Regions from separate parts of the Lactuca sativa genome. Here region 1 is linked to region 2. A link is a contact called in public Hi-C data. All regions are on one chromosome and are shown on one strand. Each heading gives the region's core, a stretch centred on a gene start, on an enhancer-like site or on the middle of the called end of the contact. The rest is flanking DNA. Distances are from core to core; before and after follow the strand shown. Region 1 holds the start of LOC111894351 (hydroxyproline O-galactosyltransferase GALT6). Region 2 holds the start of LOC111913315.

Region 1 (5,272 bases), core at 1,799-4,298, 190 kb before region 2:
ATGAAAGAATTCCAATAAACAGATCGATGGGCCCACTTGGATGAGGCGGCGCCTTCCATTTTTGGGACATCTCAAGGTGTTTTTGGGGCGTGAAACTTGGATGTGCAGAAGGAAGAGAGGCAGCAAGTATAGTGTGGACATCAATGTCCCCTTTCAAAGCCAAACCCGTAGCATCCTCCAATGCAAATCCCTATGTCAATAGGAGAACTGCATTTGTTACATGGGACAAGACAGTCTTGATAAGACAATACAAAACATGTTTGGGCAAGACCTTATTGAACAAACTTTCTAGGACTATTTTAAATAACTTACGATGAGAACATTCATGTCTTTTGCATGAGCATCGAAACATTTTTCTATATTTTTTTTGTCTCATTACAATCTCGGTCTATGTCTAATACATGCCAAATGCAACATGTGTTGATGCACTTACTGTTCGATAAGGAAATGAAGTGATGTGTCTGCCATCAACATAGACATGATAACCCTCTAAACCCACGCTAAGAGTGAGGACAAATAGCTTCCCTTCTACAAAGGGAAAGGGCCAATCAAAAGGCACCTTGGTTCGGCCTATCACTCTCTTCAACCACCAACTTGATTTTGAATCTTCGAGGTGACCATCATCATCACGAACCCACTTCTCGCATTTCACCTTACCATCAACTAAAAAGAAACATGGAATAATAGGAAACCTTTTTATTTTCAAAATTCGATTATTTTGATCTTAAATTATCATAAATCACAACTTCATGTCATAGTAACAAGTCTAGATTGCATACATCGTAAATAATAGTCAATGTCATGTCACTGGTACCACATAAACAAATGTTCTTTCCAAAGAAGAAAATGACACCAAGGGGTCCATTTTCATTAAATTCACCCATAAATACCATTAAAACACTTGCTACCTTCATCCTAAGTTTCTTTTTTTATGATGCTACGAAATAACTATACCTTTTACTTTTGTGAAGTTTCAATACACGATCAAAAAACATGTTGTAATTTAAGTTTTTCAATGGGATTATCTTATTTCTTAACCTAATATTTCAATCGAACTTTGGGACCAAAGGAGCATTAAGGTTGAAGTCAACATCAAAAAATAAAGTTCATTTGCTAGTGGACCATTAAATTGAAAAGCTAGTTGTGGACCATTGAAATGACACCAGCTTTAGAAATATATTCTATTATTATTACCGGATGGGCAAAAGCATTTTTTAGGTAAAAAGGAAACGAATTGTATGATTTACAAATCATCCACGTGTATATATCTCCTAAAATTGTCTTATTTTAAATTATTATTACATCAATTTTAGTAACAGTTTATACTCATAAGTTGTATATTACTAATGAAATAAAAAAAAAAGGTGAACTTTAGTCGATTCAAATGGACTCTTTTGGCAAATCTCTTATAAATTAAAAAAAGTTATTTTGACATGTCATCAAACATGTTGACACGTGGATACACACGTTGACATGACTAGACAACTTGTAGAAATTTATCAAATGACAATTCATTCATTCATTCATGGGGAACAGAGTTTCTAAGCGTTGTCCTACTTCTAAATAAAAGCTTTATAGTTCATACATTTTGGTGTTGTTTTCTTCTTTTAATATAATTTAACAATCTTAATGAAGACAATATTTAAATATTTAATCCGACATATAAGATTATAACTCATAATTAAATATGTGACTTACCAGTCTCTTCTTCAACCCTAGACTTCCATCCCTCGCATCGATGAGCAATGCCCCATTGCATTCTGTAACAAGTGTTCTGTTCAATCACAGGTTTTCCACTCCAATCACCCTTCAATCGAGGATTAAAATGCAAAATTCTTGGTGGGTCTTCTCCATCAACAGTTTTCAAACCCTGCAACTCCATCATAAACTGTGAAACCTCACCCTGTTTCAACAATGAGATCTTTGGGTCCTGTTCAAAATGAGCCTTTCTAGGTCTCCCGACAAGAGTTATATGTGATCCCAATGTCATCCCACAAGGAAGCACGATAATGTTTCCCTTTTTTTGGAAACCAGAACCTGATAGCGTAATCGAACCAGGGCAACTCTCGATAGTTTGGTTTTTGATACCTTCTGTTATGTTGTTTTTCGATGGTGATTCAACTTCTTCCCAGAAACTCTTCCCTACGAGAAAAGCTTCTTTTGCAGATGTTTGAATTCCCCCAAATCCAGGTTTAGTGTTTACAAAGTCGACGTCAAATTTCAAGTTTGATAAAGCTTTGAATTCGCGGATTTTTCCAACACGCCTAGGATTTGATGGAGCATAATGGGGGACTTTCAGAGGTCGAATTGGGGATTCTTCTTCACTGTCTAAGACTAACGATTCCTTAGACAATCCGTCGGTGAAGAACAAGGTATTTCTAGAACTTTGTTCTGCATCTTTTTCTTGAGTAACTGATTTGAACAGGAAGGGTACTTCGAAATTGACCATGAGCAGCAGATACAAAATCCCTACGCCGATCAGAAATTGAATCCATCTTTTCTGTCTGAAAGACATGAACCCGTCTAATTTAGTCCGTTTCATGGTTAATCTCTTTAATTATCCAACTAAACGAGAACAAGAACAAGAACAGACTCAGAAGTCGGAAAAAAAACCAACCGTGGTGTGAATTATCGTGGATCATGAGAAGGAAACAAGTTCCGATTGATTTTGTATAGCTATTGGCTCTCAGAATTGAACATGAAACATCAGACACGTTTGGAGAGAGTGTTGCAGAGAGAGACGAAGGGTTATGCGGTGGAAGGGGAGGTAGAGTTTTACATGGAGACGTGGAACTTGGAAGTGTGTATTGAAAAAGAAGCTTTCGCAGGCGGTGGCCGGTGGCCTCTACCTGAAACCAAACAGAAATTGAATTGATTATCCAAAAATTCAAATTATGTGTACAAGTTAATCTTCTATATCATAGTTATCTATCCCACTGACAACTCTAATATGATAGATAGAGTCGTTAAAATTAAACTTTTGATTTTAGTACTTATTCTCAATTAAAAGATCATATTTTGTTCTGATGTAGCATATTATATCTATATTAGACTTTAACAAAATAATCTTATATAGTAATCATGAATAAGAATAACCCAATAATATTGTGGGAGTAGCCATCTCTGTGTTGTGTCATGTCAGCTTCACCACCAATCCATTAAATAATGAAAATGGTTACCACTCCAGAAATTCTATTTTTTTATTTTAACATTATATTAAATAAAAAAACATAATTTATAACATAAATTAATTTTGTGAAAACATAAAAAAATAAAACCACTATTTTTTTATTTTAACATTATATTAAATAAAAAAACATAATTTATAACATAAATTAATTTTGTGAAAACATAAAAAAATAAAACCACGTTTCATTAATTTAAAACATAGAAATTTAAAACTTAAATTACTAAAATTGAACATTACGTCTAAATAAAATAAAAATTAAAAAATATAGAAAAATTCTAATCGTCGTCATTGTCGTCACCGATATCATCCGTCTCGTCGTCACCGTCCTCATCCTCCTCGTCGCCACCATCGTCATCCTCTTCATCGTCACCATCATCATCCTCATCGTCTTCACTGTCATTTTGCCCTTGGAATTGTCTTTCCCATATGTATTCGGTCAAATCATGTCGTAGATTGTGATTTGTTTTACGGTTTTGTATTTCCAAAACTCTTGAGAAATATGCCGGACTGCCAACTTGTATTACTGCAGGTGAATTAAATATATCGTTTGTGGTATATGAACAAATAAGCCTACCCTCTTCTTCTATTACATGTTATGTAAAATAACACAAACAGTCAACACCGTCGTCAATTTTTCCCTGTCCCATGTTCGTGCCGGATGTTTGATTATGTGCCACTTTTGTTTGAGGACTCCAAACGCCCGTTCTATATCATTCCTTGCAGATTCTTGTACTAACTTGAACATTTTTCGTTTATTGTTGGCCGGAAATGTGTATGACTTGACAAATGTAGCGTATTCTGGATATATCCCATCACCTATGTGATACTCATATTTATATTCATTTCCATTGACAACATATGACATTTCTGGTGCTTTACCCTGTAAAATATCGTTAAATATCGGAGACGCTTAGAGCACATTCAAGTCATTGTTTGACCCCGCCATACAAAAGAATGCATGCCAAAACCATAAGTCATTTGAAACATCCGCCTCCAAAATAACAGTCGGCACCCCATGATCACCTCGCGTGAACAAACCATGCCACTTGTTGGGACAATTTGCCCACTCCCAATATGTAAAATCAATGCTACCAAGCATCCATGGAAAACCATGTTTAGCTTGATGCACGACATACAGCTGTTCGACATCGCTTTTAGTCGGATGTCGCAAATATATGTCACGGTAAATCTCTATAACATACTCACAAAATAGATATGTACACTCTCGACCCATCCTTTCAGACATTTTCAGATACTCATATGATGCGTCTGCGGCGATGCTGTATGCCAATTGTCTAAGAGCGGACATATATTTTTGTATCGTAGTAATACCGCGTTTACCTCTAGCATCCCATCGTAATTGGAAAAATTCATAATTACGTACCAAATCTCTAGCTATACGTAAAAATAAATTTCTACTAATACGAAAACGTTCTTCGAATTTCAATAGATCATATAAACTATCAACGACAAAATAATCACGTACCAAAAGTTCATGTGCCGCCTCTCGATCCCGGTTGATCCATTTTTTATGCTTCTTCTCAACGTTTGAACTTCCGCCCCTATCAGGTACCATGTCTTGTGCCACGGACAACAACATATACAAAATCAAATCCTCATCAGAATCGTTATCATCACATGACCAAGAAATCAGAGGTGGAAAATTATCCATTTTTTGGTTGAATGTGTGTGTTTGTTTTGAAAAAAATATGGGTGTGTGTTAGTGAAAATTATGTGTAAAATGAATGTATATATAGAGAGAATTTGAAAAAATAATAAAAAGATTTTTTTTAATTGTCAAATGGTAATATAACATTCAAAAAATAAATAGCCAATCAAAACTTCCGTCTTCACCCGTCTTCCGCCTCACGCCACATGCAACCCACCCACCCCTGGGGCGGTGTTCACACGTCTCCAGGGGTGTCCACGTCAGCCCCAAGCGTGTTTTAGACTACCATACCGGACAACCTAATTGTGAATAAGCCTGGGAATTCGCGGTAACATTTTTTCATATACCGACAAACTTAACTTTTGTGAATAATAGCGTTTTTTTTTCCAAAATATATACAAGTACAATACATT
Region 2 (5,115 bases), core at 316-2,815:
TAACGGTTCGATTATCCATATACATACGAAAGCAAAAACTCCATAAACCAACATTGACAGGTAATCTGCATAAGGAAAAAACTTTAAATTCAAATTGCGAAACGTACCTAGGTTCAATGAAACGTCAAGGTAGCGGTGGATATAAGAAAGCATATGAAGATGACAGGTTGAGAAGAACACCACAATCTGAAAATCACAAAGGGCATCTTAATCACAGGTAAAAAGGAAAAAAAATAGGTGCGTAAGTTAAACCTTCCATACGGGCACCGACAACGAACGATGCGGTAGACGGGGTCCTCCCTCGCCTTCCGTCTCTCCCCAAACCAAATTACCTGATAGACAGTTGGGGTCGATGGTCCCGTTGCAAGACGGATGTGGACTATAGAAAAAGAAATTCGATTTTGATATGCAAGGAATCAACAAACAACACTTAGAGGTCATCTTCATGGCTCGACAGAGGCCGTCGCATTAGTATCGAACAGAGAGAACAACTGACAACCGAAAATTGAACTTGGAACCATCTTGCTTATGGAGGCAGGCTACCTTCAACATAGAGGCCAACATAGAGGCCGAAATCAAACAGCGCCATGAACAGTGAAGAAGTAGAAGAGGGCTAAAAAGACACATACCTTCAATTGACGTGCCTGACCTCTGGTAACAATTGGGAATGCAAGCAAGCATAACGGAAACATATAAGCAAAAACAGAGTTACAGTTGGGTTGAGGAGGTTGAAGAAGACGCAAGAAAGGAATTAACGAATGACAGCCGCTTAAGGCGGTGGAGGATAGTGGCGGTGGGAATGAAAGGTTCGGGAAGTATCGAGAGTAGATCCCAATTTGAGGCGGTGGATATCGAGATTAACCAAACTCACGTCAACTAACCAACCCAAGGTACCCTAAGGATTGTCCAACTTTAATATGTATATATAATAATGAAAAATTTTAACTTTTTTTTTTATAAGATATTAGCTAATATTTACTTATCATTTTATAGTAAATTTTTATTATAAAATCGGAATTATTTTTTAAATTAAAGTGTTTTGAAGTAGCCACAACAATAATATTTTATATATTTATAGTAATCGAAGCTATAATTATCTAAAATTAAGAAATATCCATGTGATAGTATTATTCTTTTATTAACTTTTGACTTTGTTTTTCATTTTGATTGTAAATTGACTTTTTTTACCTTTTTAAATTTAAATTTCGATCAACCAAACCATTTGTATATGTTAACAATTGAACCAAATATTTCTTTTTCAACTCAACTGATGAAGCATGCACTTCTACTACCAAAAGTGATCACTAATATATAAGCATATAAGCAAAACAATATTTAAATATTCAAAAACATGAACTTTAATAATTTTATGAAAAAGTATCATATACTTTAATTATCTTTTGTTACAACCTTTTATTTGTTAATGTAGTGATGGTTAAAGTAATTTTAAAAAGAATAATTAAGTTTTAGTTTTAAAACAAATCAAAATAAAAAAAAAAGTTATTATTTTAAAAAGCTATAAATTAATTTGATTACGCGTTTAAAAACCGTGAAACTGAAAACCAACACATTACACATTCGGTCGAAAGGCGTGGCGGATACCCGACCCGTTTAAAAGGACTGTTAGAAGGGGAATCAGAGACAGCGAAGGAGAGACGATCCCAGAAAAAATGGTTGCGATTTCGCTTTACAAAGGGAAGCTCCACCGTAGCCCTGACGTTCCCCACCAATGGCTAGTGCCCACCCCCAAAATCTCTCCTAGGGATTTCAAGAATCTCCTCCAACGCCGTTCCAGAGCCCTTTCTCGCCTCGAGGCCACCACCCCGAACCCTAACCCTAACCCTAATGAGAATTCTGTTGAGGATGCTACTTCCGATGATAGAGAACCACCTGAATCCGACGGACCTGCTGTGGAAGATGTCTCCAAAGATGAGGAAGCATCAAAGGTTAATGACGATAAAACATTTGATGACGAATTGGTGAAATCGAATCATGCAGATCAACAAGCAAACGGTCAGAAAGAATCAAAGGTCGGCGATGAAGACGAGACTTTAGTGATTCCTGGTGAACAATTAGTGGCAGTTGATGATGCTAAAGCTGTTGTTGATGTCCCGGAAAACGCCTTAAATGCTGTGGATGACCTTCAAGAGGAAGGGAAAACGGATGCTCAACATCAGTTAGAGGTATTAATTGGTTATTGCAATGGATTGTTTATCATTTTTGAGAATTGAAACGAATGACTTTAACTATTAGTGTTTTTGCCTACCAGCCACTTAAGAACGTTACACTGAGTGATATAGAGAAAAGGAAAAAGGAGGTTGAAGAGAAGTTGCAGATCCTGAATGCAAGGAAGCATAATCTGGTACAAGTTCTGAAACAGGTGAGTATACTGTATATATTCCTTTCTTATTTGATAACCTCACCATAATTCTTTATTCTAACAAAATTCTTTCCTATCTTTGGGTTCATAGATTTTGAGTGCTGAAGAGGAGCTACGAAGAAGAAGCAGTGTGCAGCAGGGTACTACTACAGGGCACCAATCAATATCTCTCCAAGTGGATGTTGGGAATGACTCTGGTTCCATGAGTAGACAGGTGACTCCACGACCCGCTTCAGAAGTCAACTGTAATGGCGATACAGAAGGAGCAGATGCTGATCAAAATCAACATTCACGCAGTTTACCAAGAATGAGCAGCGTGTCACCATCTTCAGATTCCCTTCATAGAAGGACCCCTTTTGCTATGGTAAAACATAATCTAACAAAGTATATACAGTTAGATCATCATCATCATCATTTTTTATAAAAGGGGTGTGAATGAATCTTTTGGAATAAATGCAGGCATCAAATCCTTCACGAACAACTTCAGGGGTAGTGACAAGTAGCCCATCAAGATTTGCTCCTACAAGCCAACAAGGTAATGGTAATCCAACTGTATCTGTAACAGGAACAAATTACATTGCTTCATCTCCTTCACCAGCCGCCAATGGTGGCACTTCTGTATTCAGAGATGCCAGGCTTCCTAGTCCATGGAACTAAACACTTTCCCAATTTTAAAGAAACGTACAGGAGTCATTTGAAACTAGCTATTAGGTACACTTTGTTCATTTCATGACTTGATGTTACTAAATTTCTGCTTTGTTTACCATCTTTTTAGAGCTTTGAAAGATTCAGATATGTTGGAGCCATATGTGCTAATAAAAGTTCTTGGGCTATTGTATGAATATATGGATGTATAACAAGATTTTTATTAAACATAAGTACAGAAAAAAAAATATTTAATTAAATTCCATATTAGTACAAGTTTACACTTACATCCATCAAAGATAAATACATTACTAATACATTTTCACAAATTGAGAATCTACCCAAACTGTCAACAATAGCAGAGCCTCAAGCAAATGATGCACTTCGTACTAACTGAAAAATTAAAACGAGATATTAATAGTTGATTACATAAAGGCGAATCCTTATTTAAGTTTAAAATTTTTAAACGTATATGTTAACCAGAAAGGATGAGTAGTCTATGGAATTATGAAACTTTGAACTTCAGATCTCCAATCCAAATATCCAAATGGTCAAGTAGTCAACAGGACAGCAAGTTGCAAAATCACATCTCAGCAGTTTCAAATAGATTACTTTAAAATGAGCAACGGGTCGGGCCCGGTCTGACAACCGAAAACCAATTTTCAAAAATCGGAATCGGACCCGTTTATGGTTTTCCGGTTCCCCAAACCGGGTTTCGGTACTTCAAGTGGATTATAAGTTGTTGGACCGTTTGTTGGGCTTTCTGTTTGCTGCATATTTATTTATGGGCTTCCTTTATTTAGACCAAAACATAAACTTGAAATGCTTGTTTTGATGCATATCGTATTTCCTTAAAATTACGTCAATTTGGATTGATGGAGTTTTATACATAATGTGTTCTTTTTAAAGAATTTACTTTTAAAGATGTTTATTTTGTAATGGATGGATAAATCACTACTGTAATATTGCAAGATTGGTATTACTTTATAAGCATTTCTCCAACAAATATTATTTTCATGGAAGTTTTAGTCATTTTACATTAATAAAAAAAAAAGAATGCAAAAAATCACTACCATAATATTTAGGTACTAGTCGCATATGGCTAGTTCACGTCAATAGAAAAAGTCTATTCATATATTGGATCGATTTACAATTTTCGGATCCAGTATGGTTCTTACCCGAAAACCGATATGTTAAAAGCATTGGAGCTGACCCGGTTTTAGGTAAATCCGATTTCCGATCTTGTCCAATTCTTTGGATCATGCGCTCTAATAGGTCATTATTTAGTGGTTTGGGCTAGGCAATCTTTTGTGTAAGTCTTGATAGGGTTTTGGTCAGGTTGGAGGTGTCTTGTAGCTTGTTTGTATGTGTTTACGGTTGAATTGGTGTTCACGGCCGTAAACAGGTTTACGGCCAGTCAATTCTTATAAATAATTTGTGTCAGAGTCTGTCAGAAAAGTGACGTATCATAAGTGTTTACAATCGATTGTGTGTAACTCAAGGTGTACTAGACGTTTTTGTGAATGAACGTGTGCATTGCTTAATCATCTTATTTTTCTACTCATTCTTGTTATTGTTTGTTTTGATCACTGGTTTGGATCTTGTAATTGAGACCTTACAATTAGCATCAGGGAAAATCTGGTGTCAAAACAACTTTAGTGGAGTTTACGGTTGAAATGATCTTCATTTTCTTCATTGTTCAAAGCTTGGTTATGCATTTGTTTGAGTTTTCACAGCTAAAGGCATCAAAACTGCACGAAAAACACTTGTTTTCATCGTTTCTGGGGGTTTACGGTTATTGGTGTTGAAGGGAGTTGAGCCTTCCAACACAGAGCTCTTGGTTGAGATTGGCGTGTTGAAACAAACGATCATTGAGAAGGACGTGTTGATAGGTAAACTTGATGTTCGTCTCTCAGATGTTGAAGCCGAAAACGAAGCCAAGACAAAGCAAATATCTAACTCAAAAATCACCTTGGAGCGCTGACTGCATGCTATTATGACTTAAAGAACAAACTTTATGAAGAATTTGGTGATAAGTTCAAGTCATCTGTCGATCAGCCTGCAACATCTCATGGTCTTCCCAGTGCTCC

Evidence for each region. Hi-C and Micro-C count contacts between places; a contact is called where the count stands out from the background.
Region 1: a Hi-C map of bud shows a contact between it and region 2, with 5 times the contacts expected there. The contact joins the promoter of LOC111894351 here to the promoter of LOC111913315 in region 2. A contact is called at or near these places in 2 of 4 Hi-C or Micro-C datasets (bud and leaf).

Annotation. Positions count from the first base shown.
Region 1 is chr5:41,693,554-41,698,825 of Lsat_Salinas_v11, reverse strand. LOC111894351 (hydroxyproline O-galactosyltransferase GALT6) reads right to left here and starts at 3,048. Exons shown (of 8, transcript XM_023890427.3): 1 at 2,618-3,048; 2 at 1,699-2,504; 3 at 434-663; 4 at 1-190. The coding sequence starts at 2,449. LOC111894348 reads right to left here and starts at 4,862. Exons shown (of 3, transcript XM_023890423.1): 1 at 4,176-4,862; 2 at 3,800-4,070; 3 at 3,466-3,713. The coding sequence starts at 4,862. The coding sequence ends at 3,466.
Region 2 is chr5:41,505,682-41,510,796 of Lsat_Salinas_v11, reverse strand. LOC111913315 reads left to right here and starts at 1,565. Exons shown (of 4, transcript XM_023909031.3): 1 at 1,565-2,183; 2 at 2,270-2,380; 3 at 2,472-2,744; 4 at 2,840-3,222. The coding sequence starts at 1,671. The coding sequence ends at 3,037.